2 separate regions of the Sus scrofa genome follow, and region 1 is linked to region 2. A link is a contact called in public HiChIP or PLAC-seq data. All regions are on one chromosome and are shown on one strand. The core of a region is the stretch at or near the end of the contact, and the rest is flanking DNA. Distances in the headings are between cores, read along the strand shown.

Region 1 (3,987 bases), core at 1,410-3,909, 130 kb before region 2:
GGTAGAGTCTTTAGGATTCTCTAGGTATAGTATCATGTCATCTGCAAATAGGGATAGTTTTACTTCTTCCTTTCCAATTTGGATTCCTTTTATTTCTTTTACTTCTCTGATTGCTGTGGCTAGGACTTCCAGAAGTATGTTGAAGAGTAGTGGCGAGGGCGCACATCCTTGTCTTGTTCCTGATCTCAGTGGGAATTCTTTCAGCTTTTCACCGTTGAGAATGATGTTAGCTGTGGGTTTGTCATATAATATGTCCTTTATTATGTTGAGGTAGGTTCCCTCTATGCCCACTTTCTGATGGGTTTTTATCAGAAATGGGTGTTGGATTTTGTCAAAGGCTTTTTCTGCACCTATTGAGAGGATCATATGGTTTTTATTCTTCAGTTAGTTAATGTGGTGTATCACACTGATGGATTTGCGGATACTGGAGAACCCTTGCATCCCTGGGATAAATCCCACTTGATCATGATGTACAATCCTTTTAATGTATTGTTGGATGCGGTTTGCTAGTGTTTTGTTGAGGATTTTTGCATCGATGTTCATCAGTGAAATTGGCCTGTAGTTTTCTTTTTTTGTGGAGTCTTTGTCTGGTTTTGGTACCAGGGTGATGGTGGCCTCATAGAATGAGTTTGGAAGTATCTCTTCCTCTGCAGTTTTTTGAAATAGTTTTAGAAGGATAGGTGTTAGCTCTTCTCTAAATGTTTGATAGAATTCGCTTGTGAGCCATCTGGTCCTGGACTTTTGTTTGTTGGAAGTTTTTAAATCACAGTTTCAATTTCAGTTCTTGTGATGAGTCCATTCATCTTTTCTATTTCATCTTGGTTTAGTCTTGGAAGATTGTACTTTTCTAAGAATTTGTCCATTTCTTCTAGGTTTTCCATTTTATTGGCATACAGTTGCATGTAGTAGTCTCTTATGATCGTTTGTATTTCTGTGATGTCTGTTGTTACTTCTCCTTTTTCATTTCTAAGTTTATTGATTTGAGTCCTCTCTCTTTTTTTCTTGATAAGTCTGGCTAGGGGGTTATCAATGTTGTTGATCTTTTCAAAGAACCAGCTTTTCATTTCATTGATCTTTTCTATGGTTTTCTTTGTTTCTATTTCATTGATTTCTGCTCTGATCTTTATGATTTCTATCCTTCTACTAACTTTAGGTCTTGTCTGTTCTTCTCTCTCGAGCTGCCTTAGATGTAAAGTTAGCTTGTTTATTTGAGCTTTTTCTTGTTTCCTGAGGTGGGCTTGTATTGCTATAAACTTTCCTCTTAGAACAGCTTTTGCTGCATCCCATAGGTTTTGGAGTGTCGTATCTTCATTGTCATTTGCTGCCAGGTATTTTTTAATTTCCTCTTTGATTTCTTCCATGATCCATTGGTTGTTTAGTAGCATGTTGTTGAGTCTCCACGTGTTTGTGTTTTTTCAGTTTTTTTCTTGTTGTTGATTTCCAGTCATATAGCATTGTGGTCAGAAAAGATGCTTGATATGATTTCAGTTTTGTAAAGTTACCAAGGTTGGATTTGTAGCCCAGGATAAGATCAGTCTTAGAGAATGTTCCATGTGCACTTGAGAAGAATGTGTATTCTGTTGCTTTTGGATGAAATGTGCTATAAATATCTATTAAGTCCATCTGGTTTATTAAGTTCATTCAGGGCCTGTGTTTCCTTATTGATTTTCTGTCTGGTTGATCTGTCCATTGCTGTGAGTGGGGTGTTAAAGTCCCCCACTATGATAGTGTTCTTGTCAATTTGTCCTTTTAAGGTTGATAGCAGTTGCCTTATATATTGTGGTGAACCTGAGTTGGGTACGTAGATATTTAAAATTGTTATATATCTTTTTGGATTGATCCTTTGAATTATTGCTTCACTGCTTTACAGGGTCTGCTGATCCTGCTGCTTTTGCTGCTTCTGCTTCTCCTTTTTCCTGTGCTTCTCCTTTCTGCAGCTGAGTTTCCTTTCCTGACTTTACCCCTACTTCTGCTTCCCAGCTTTACAGGGTCTGCTGATCCTGCTGCTTTTGCTGCCTCTGCTTCTCCTTTTTCTATGCTTCTCCTTTCTGCAGCTGAGTTTCCTTTTCCTGACTTTACCCCTACTTCTGCTTCCCTGCTTTACAGGGTCTGCTGATCCTGCTGCTTTTTCTGCCTCTGCTTCTCTTTTTCCTGTGCTTCTCCTTTTTCTATGCTTCTCCTTTCCGCAGCTGAGTTTCCTTTTCCTGACTTTACCCCTACTTCTGCTTCCCTGCTTTACAGGGTCTGCTGATCCTGCTGCTTTTGCTGCCTCTGCTTCTCCTTTTTCCTGTGCTTCTCCTTTCTGCAGCTGAGTTTCCTTTTCCTGACTTTACCCCTACTTCTGCTTCCCTGCTTTACAGGGTCTGCTGATCCTGCTGCTTTTGCTGCCTCTGCTTCTCCTTTTTCCTGTGCTTCTCCTTTTTCTATGCTTCTCCTTTCTCCAGCTGAGTGTCCTTTTCCTGACTTTACCCCTACTTCTGCTTCCCTGCTTTACAGGGTCTGCTGATTCTGCTGCTTTTGCTGCCTCTGCTTCTCCTTTTTCCTGTGCTTCTCCTTTTTCTGTGCTTCTCCTTTCTGCAGCTGAGTTTCCTTTTCCTGACTTTACCCCTACTTCTGCTTCCCAGCTTTATAGAGTCTGCTGATTCTGCTGCTTTTGCTGCCTCTGCTTCTCCTTTTTCCTGTGCTTCTCCTTTCTGCAGCTGAGTTTCCTTTTCCTGACTTTACCCCTACTTCTGCTTCTCTGCTTTACAGGGTCTGCTGATCCTGCTGCTTTTTCTGCCTCTGCTTCTCCTTTTTCCTGTGCTTCTCCTTTTTCTATGCTTCTCCTTTCTCCAGCTGAGTGTCCTTTTCCTGACTTTACCCCTACTTCTGCTTCCCTGCTTTACAGGGTCTGCTGATTCTGCTGCTTTTGCTGCCTCTGCTTCTCCTTTTTCCTTTGCTTCTCCTTTTTCCATGCTTCTCCTTTCTGCAGCTGTCTGTCTTTTTACTGAGTCTGCTCCTGTCTGTGATTTCCCCTCTTTCAATTTCTGCTGATTCCACTGCTTTATTTTCTGATTCTACCCCTCCTTTTCCTGGTGATGGTTTTCCCTTTGCTGATTCTGCTTTTCTTTTTGCTAATGCTGATTTCCCTCCTGATGTTCGTGTTGGCCCTTCTGCCACTTGTACTTCCCCTTATTGGTCTTCTACTTGTTCATACATCATTTCTGACCTCCTTTTAACTTCACTTCTACATGACCTTCAATGGCTACTGCAACCCTGGCTTCACCCTTTGGCTCCACTCAAAACTGCTATAGTGTCTCATGTTTTCAATTTCACATTACCTCTCACCTGAAAGAAAAGGTGGGGGATATATTATTAAAGTCATGGTACTGTGTCCTACATACCTGGTTAAGCTATGGATTAGCTGTTACTTCAGGTGCCCACCTGTGGAGCAGTTAGCTGTGGTCCAGGCTGAGGTGAAGAAGTAGAAGATCATGTGGAATAGAACACAACCATTTAGTGCCACAGAAACTGAAAGTAACCCATTGTCCTTAGAAGGAAATGTACCTCAGTGGCAGTAATTGTCTCCTCTTCCAGAAATGGACTAAGGATTGCATGAGCAATAACGCAATAGATAATAAGGTAGAATAAGTTACTCTTTTTAGGAAGCTAGGTAAAGAGACATGAGAGAGTATGGAAGAGAGTTAAGTAGCAATGTGGAACATTTCTGTCCAGACGAGAAGGAAATACTGGAGACAAATGAGAAACAGAAGAACAGATGGAGCAAAGTTTGTAGCAAATGGAGTTTACTTTAAGAGCACAGAATTGCAAGGTTGAACACAATTAAAGGTGTGACATCAAATCCTTTGAAACTAGAAGAATGGAGGGAATGTTGGCATTTTCTACTTTCGTGATGCTATTGAGGTGTTTCATTATTATTTTCCCTTTCTGTTGCAGGTCCTGAATCTGTGCCTCCTTCCCTTCTCAAAGTAGTGATGAAACCCATAG
Region 2 (4,185 bases), core at 119-2,618:
ATTATTAACCACTTCATAAAGAAAAAAGTGAATATTGCCATTTAATTGAACTATTTTAAAAATGTTTTTTCAATAAAGTTTTATTTTTGCCTTGTTATGTGTCTTGCACATTCTCCCTGTTATTCCAACATAAAATATGTTATCCAACATATTTTATGCTTTATTATTGCTGTTCCAATTGTAAATGATTTTTTCATCACTTTTTCTAATTGTGAATGCACCTAACCTTTCATTACATTTTCACACACACATACACGAAAATTAATAATTTTGTTTTTTTTAATCTGGTCTATTTTGCAAATACTATGTCTAATTTTTTTGTGTCTTTTTCAAATTTTTAGATAAACAAATACATTGTCTGCAAATAAAAATTAAAGGACTACAAGTGTCAAGTGTGATGACCATGTGGAGCAAATAGGACTGCTGTTCTATGTGAAATTTGTACAACTATTTTGAATAACATTATCTAGCAAAGGTGAAAATACACAGCCATGACCCAGTAAGTCCACTCTTAGCAATTACCCTGGAAAATAATAATGTGAATATGCATCAGGATATAAGTAAAGAATATTCATAGCAACACTATTCATAAATGTTCCAAACTAGAAACACCCCAAATATCCTTTAAAATTGTATGGATAAATATGCTGTGATCTATGCTTATAACAGGATTGTAAATAACAATAAAAAGTAAGAATCACAAAGATGCACACACAGTTATAAATTTCACAAAAATAATAGCGAGTGAAAAAAACTAAACTCAAAAGAATACATATTCCGGACACTTCTCTCTTCCATTCCCCTTTTTTTACATCCTGGATGTCTGGTCACAGGCCTCTGACTAGACTCATTCCTCAGTTTTTTCTCCTGATCACTTCAGGATGCATTTGGGACTAGGCCACTTTGCTCAGGGACCTGCCTAGCTCTTGCTAACTCCTCCAGAATACCCATAACCAGAGGATCCCACACTCTGAGCCCTTTGTCACATTCAAAAAACTCCTATAAAAAACTTAATGGCCCAGGAACACATGGGAGCTGCCCATCCAGTGTCCCTCACTGTTGGCTGCCTGGACCCTGAGGCTGCTAGACCCTCCTGCTTGGTCCTCTCAGACACACCTGCCCATCTACTTCGAGCCTGCACTTACTTTTCCATTCAGATACCAGGCAGTTCTCTTAGCTGGACTTATTTAATTCTCACAGTTAGCCACAGGGGTGGATTGAGCCAGGCCAACCCAAGGTTGAGAAGAGAATTAAATGGGCAACACACTTCCAGCAGCTGCTGAATAAACAGCAGCTTCCCTTGGCTGACACTCGGGCAAGTCTTACTGTCTGTGTTCTGTGTGAGTTTCCTGTTTCTGAAGCTGTTTTGGAATCTTCCTTAGAGTGAAACAGCCCAAAACAAAACCCTCATTGTTGAAACGTACAAGTAAATTTAGTCTTATTTCATCATCAGGGATTGCGTAATGAACCGGGGAATGCAAAAATAGCAATGACCACGACACAACAAGTGAAAAGGAAACTAAATACGAGTAGCTAAACTGCATTTGAAGAATGAGGCTGGGACTCCCCTCTGCCCTGGTGTCTTGGCCGAGTTGAGGGCACCGAATGTTTGTAGAGAAAAGGATTCTCCTGGCTGCCTGCAAGATGCCTGCGTCATTCTGGTGGAAACTGTTAACTTCTAAACCCAAGGGAGAACCAAGAAACCAGTGGAGGGGAGGCGTGTCCTTTTAGGCAGCTGGTATGTGTGACAAGTATGAATGGCTCTGTTTAAGATTCTGGGTTATTTGCTGCAACATGCTTGGCCCAGTCATCCTAGTGAATGGGCTATCTCTCCTCTCCCTTGTGCAGTGGTTGAGCTAGCACTAAAATGTGTCCTGGACAGCTCTTTTGGAACCACCTCATCTTCCTGACCCAAACCCAGAACATCAGGGAATTGTCTTCTAACCAGATTCAAATAGAAGAGCTAATAAGTAAGGAGCACTGAGTAAGTGCCTGGTACAATTCTGAGCACATTACATAAGTTAAAGCAATTAATCCTCACCACAGTTTTATGAGGTGATATTATGAGCATATTAATTTTACAGATAAGGAAACTCGGCAGTTTTCCCTTCCTGTGTTAAGAAATTTAACAGTAGCAGCCTGGTCTCCAAGTCTTAGCAGGAATATTCAAGGCCTATTGCAAGCTTCCCATCTCTCATTTCTAGATCCCTTGTAGGGAACAAAACTTCATCCTGTTCCTAGCTCTTATTTCTTAATTTCTTATTAATTTCTTCTTTTAATAAAATGTCAGATTTTGCCAACCCTTTGATTTAGCTCCTATTTCCAAATGGTCTGCACATCTTCTCTGACCCTTCTCCCATTGTCCAATTCTTTAACTGTCTTTCTAGATCCAGCTATAAGTCCAAAAGTCCCAATTATTTGATAATGCCTCTTCATTTTATAACCTGTCTTCATCCTATGGCTCCCTGCAAACAGCACTTCCATTAGAATATTCATCATTTTGTTCTGTAATTGATGGTTTATTTTTTCTGTCTCTTCCAGAAAATTAGACTTTCTAAGTCTGAACTTTGTATGCTTAGTCATGAGCGCAGTGTCTAGCAAATGTCAGGAACTTAAGTATTGCGGGTTTTTTGTTTGTTTGTTAGGTTAGTTGGTTTTTGTGTGTGCATGTGTGTGTGTGCGTGTGTGTGTGTGTGTGTGTTTTGCTTTTTAGGGTCGCAACCACGGCATGCGGAAGTTCCCAGGCTAGGTGTCAAATCAGAGTTACAGCTGCTGGCCACAGCCACAGCAACACAGGATCCCAGTTGTGCTTGCCATCTGCACCACAGCTCATGGCAACACTGAATCACTGACTTACTGAGCAAGGCCAGGGATCGAACCCATATCCTCATGGTTACTGGTCAGATTTGTTTCCACTGCACTACAACAGGAACTATTGGAACTTAAGTATTGTTGATTGAATAAATACTATGCTAGCACTACGTGCTTTGATGAGCTGCTGACTACCAAATTATGAGGGGTTGTCTCAGCACTGTTTGCTGAGAGTTCATTTCATAAGTTCTCCTGACAAGAATTCAACTACCTGATATATTCATGAGCACATTGTTAGGCAATGTGAACAAAGGAAGAAAAATAAAATTCAAAATAGAATATAGCTTGTTTTGATAAAATTTAGATATTGTTTTAGACAATTTTGTCCCCAGTGCATGAGGGTCTCCTTGCTACTTCTCAGATACTTTTCAGTATAATTTTGCATCTAAAAGAAATAGAAATTCATCATCAAAAGTTTTTAAACAGCAATATAGGTCTTCACTGAAGTATCTTGAAGAGAGATCAAAGTTGGAAGTTATATCATAAAACTATTCAATAAAACATGTTTAGCTCCTGTTTTAACAGGGCTTGGAAAAAGATGGAAAACTAATCAAATCATTGTACAAGGCTATTATAACCTGATAATAAAATCAAAAAAGAAAATCATAGAACATTCTAACTTATGAAGATAAAAATACTATGTTAAATATTAGCAAATCAACCCAAAATTGTATTATAAATAAACAAATGAGGTTTATCAAGGACATTAATGATAATTCAAGAGAAGAAAATCGGTTCACGTAATTCACTACACTAGTATGTAACAAAGAGAATAAAGAAGTACAAATCTCTATAGGTGCCCCAAACCCCTAAAAAGGTTTTAAAAAGCTAAACCTTGGCCTACTGAGGCTTAAGGAAAGAGTTTAAAGCTGAACAATGTGTTTGAACATATTAGAAATGCTTTCTGTTGTAAGGAATAGGCAACTCAGTTAATAGAGATTAAAATAATGAAGGCAAGTGCCTAACTCAATTTAGAAGTCTGTAAAGTAAGGATTGCAGAGCTGGATCATCAGATCAAAGCTGTGAGGGTGCTGGACTTGTATCTCTGTATCTCTCTTGATATTTTTCTTATGGTCACAGGACATGTACAGCAGCCCCAAGCATCAAACCCTTACAAGAGCTACCCTGTCAAGAAGAGAGGAATAAGAGTTCAAATGCTTCCTCCAACAGACTTCCCCCAAATCTCTTTATTTAGAATTGTGTCACATAATTATATCTAGCTTATATTTGTCTTCACCCTCCCCACTTTTGATTATAGACTGAGACCTAAAGCAGCAGGGAGAACCTGTAAGGATATGACAGAGGGATTATGCT

Evidence for each region. HiChIP or PLAC-seq counts read pairs in DNA pulled down with a chosen protein or histone mark.
Region 1: a contact with region 2 is called in an H3K27ac HiChIP or PLAC-seq map of alveolar macrophages. The contact joins two enhancer-like sites. A contact is called at or near these places in 1 of 47 Hi-C or Micro-C datasets (blood) and 1 of 2 datasets of contacts at active chromatin or transcription factors (alveolar macrophages).

What each region holds. Positions count from the first base shown.
Region 1 is chr1:201,968,118-201,972,104 of Sscrofa11.1, reverse strand. FOCAD (focadhesin) reads left to right here. Exons shown (of 43, transcript XM_021063120.1): 35 at 3,937-3,987. Among named protein-coding and RNA genes, the nearest start is that of HACD4, 84 kb to the right of the region's middle. Within about 2 kb of position 2,659, at least 2 of the 83 cell types and tissues checked have an H3K27ac peak or open chromatin away from gene starts, as enhancers often do. A contact at or near this core is called in alveolar macrophages, where this site is marked.
Region 2 is chr1:201,835,049-201,839,233 of Sscrofa11.1, reverse strand. No RefSeq gene overlaps it. Among named protein-coding and RNA genes, the nearest start is that of IFN-ALPHAOMEGA, 5.4 kb to the right of the region's middle. Within about 2 kb of position 1,368, at least 37 of the 83 cell types and tissues checked have an H3K27ac peak or open chromatin away from gene starts, as enhancers often do. A contact at or near this core is called in alveolar macrophages, where this site is marked.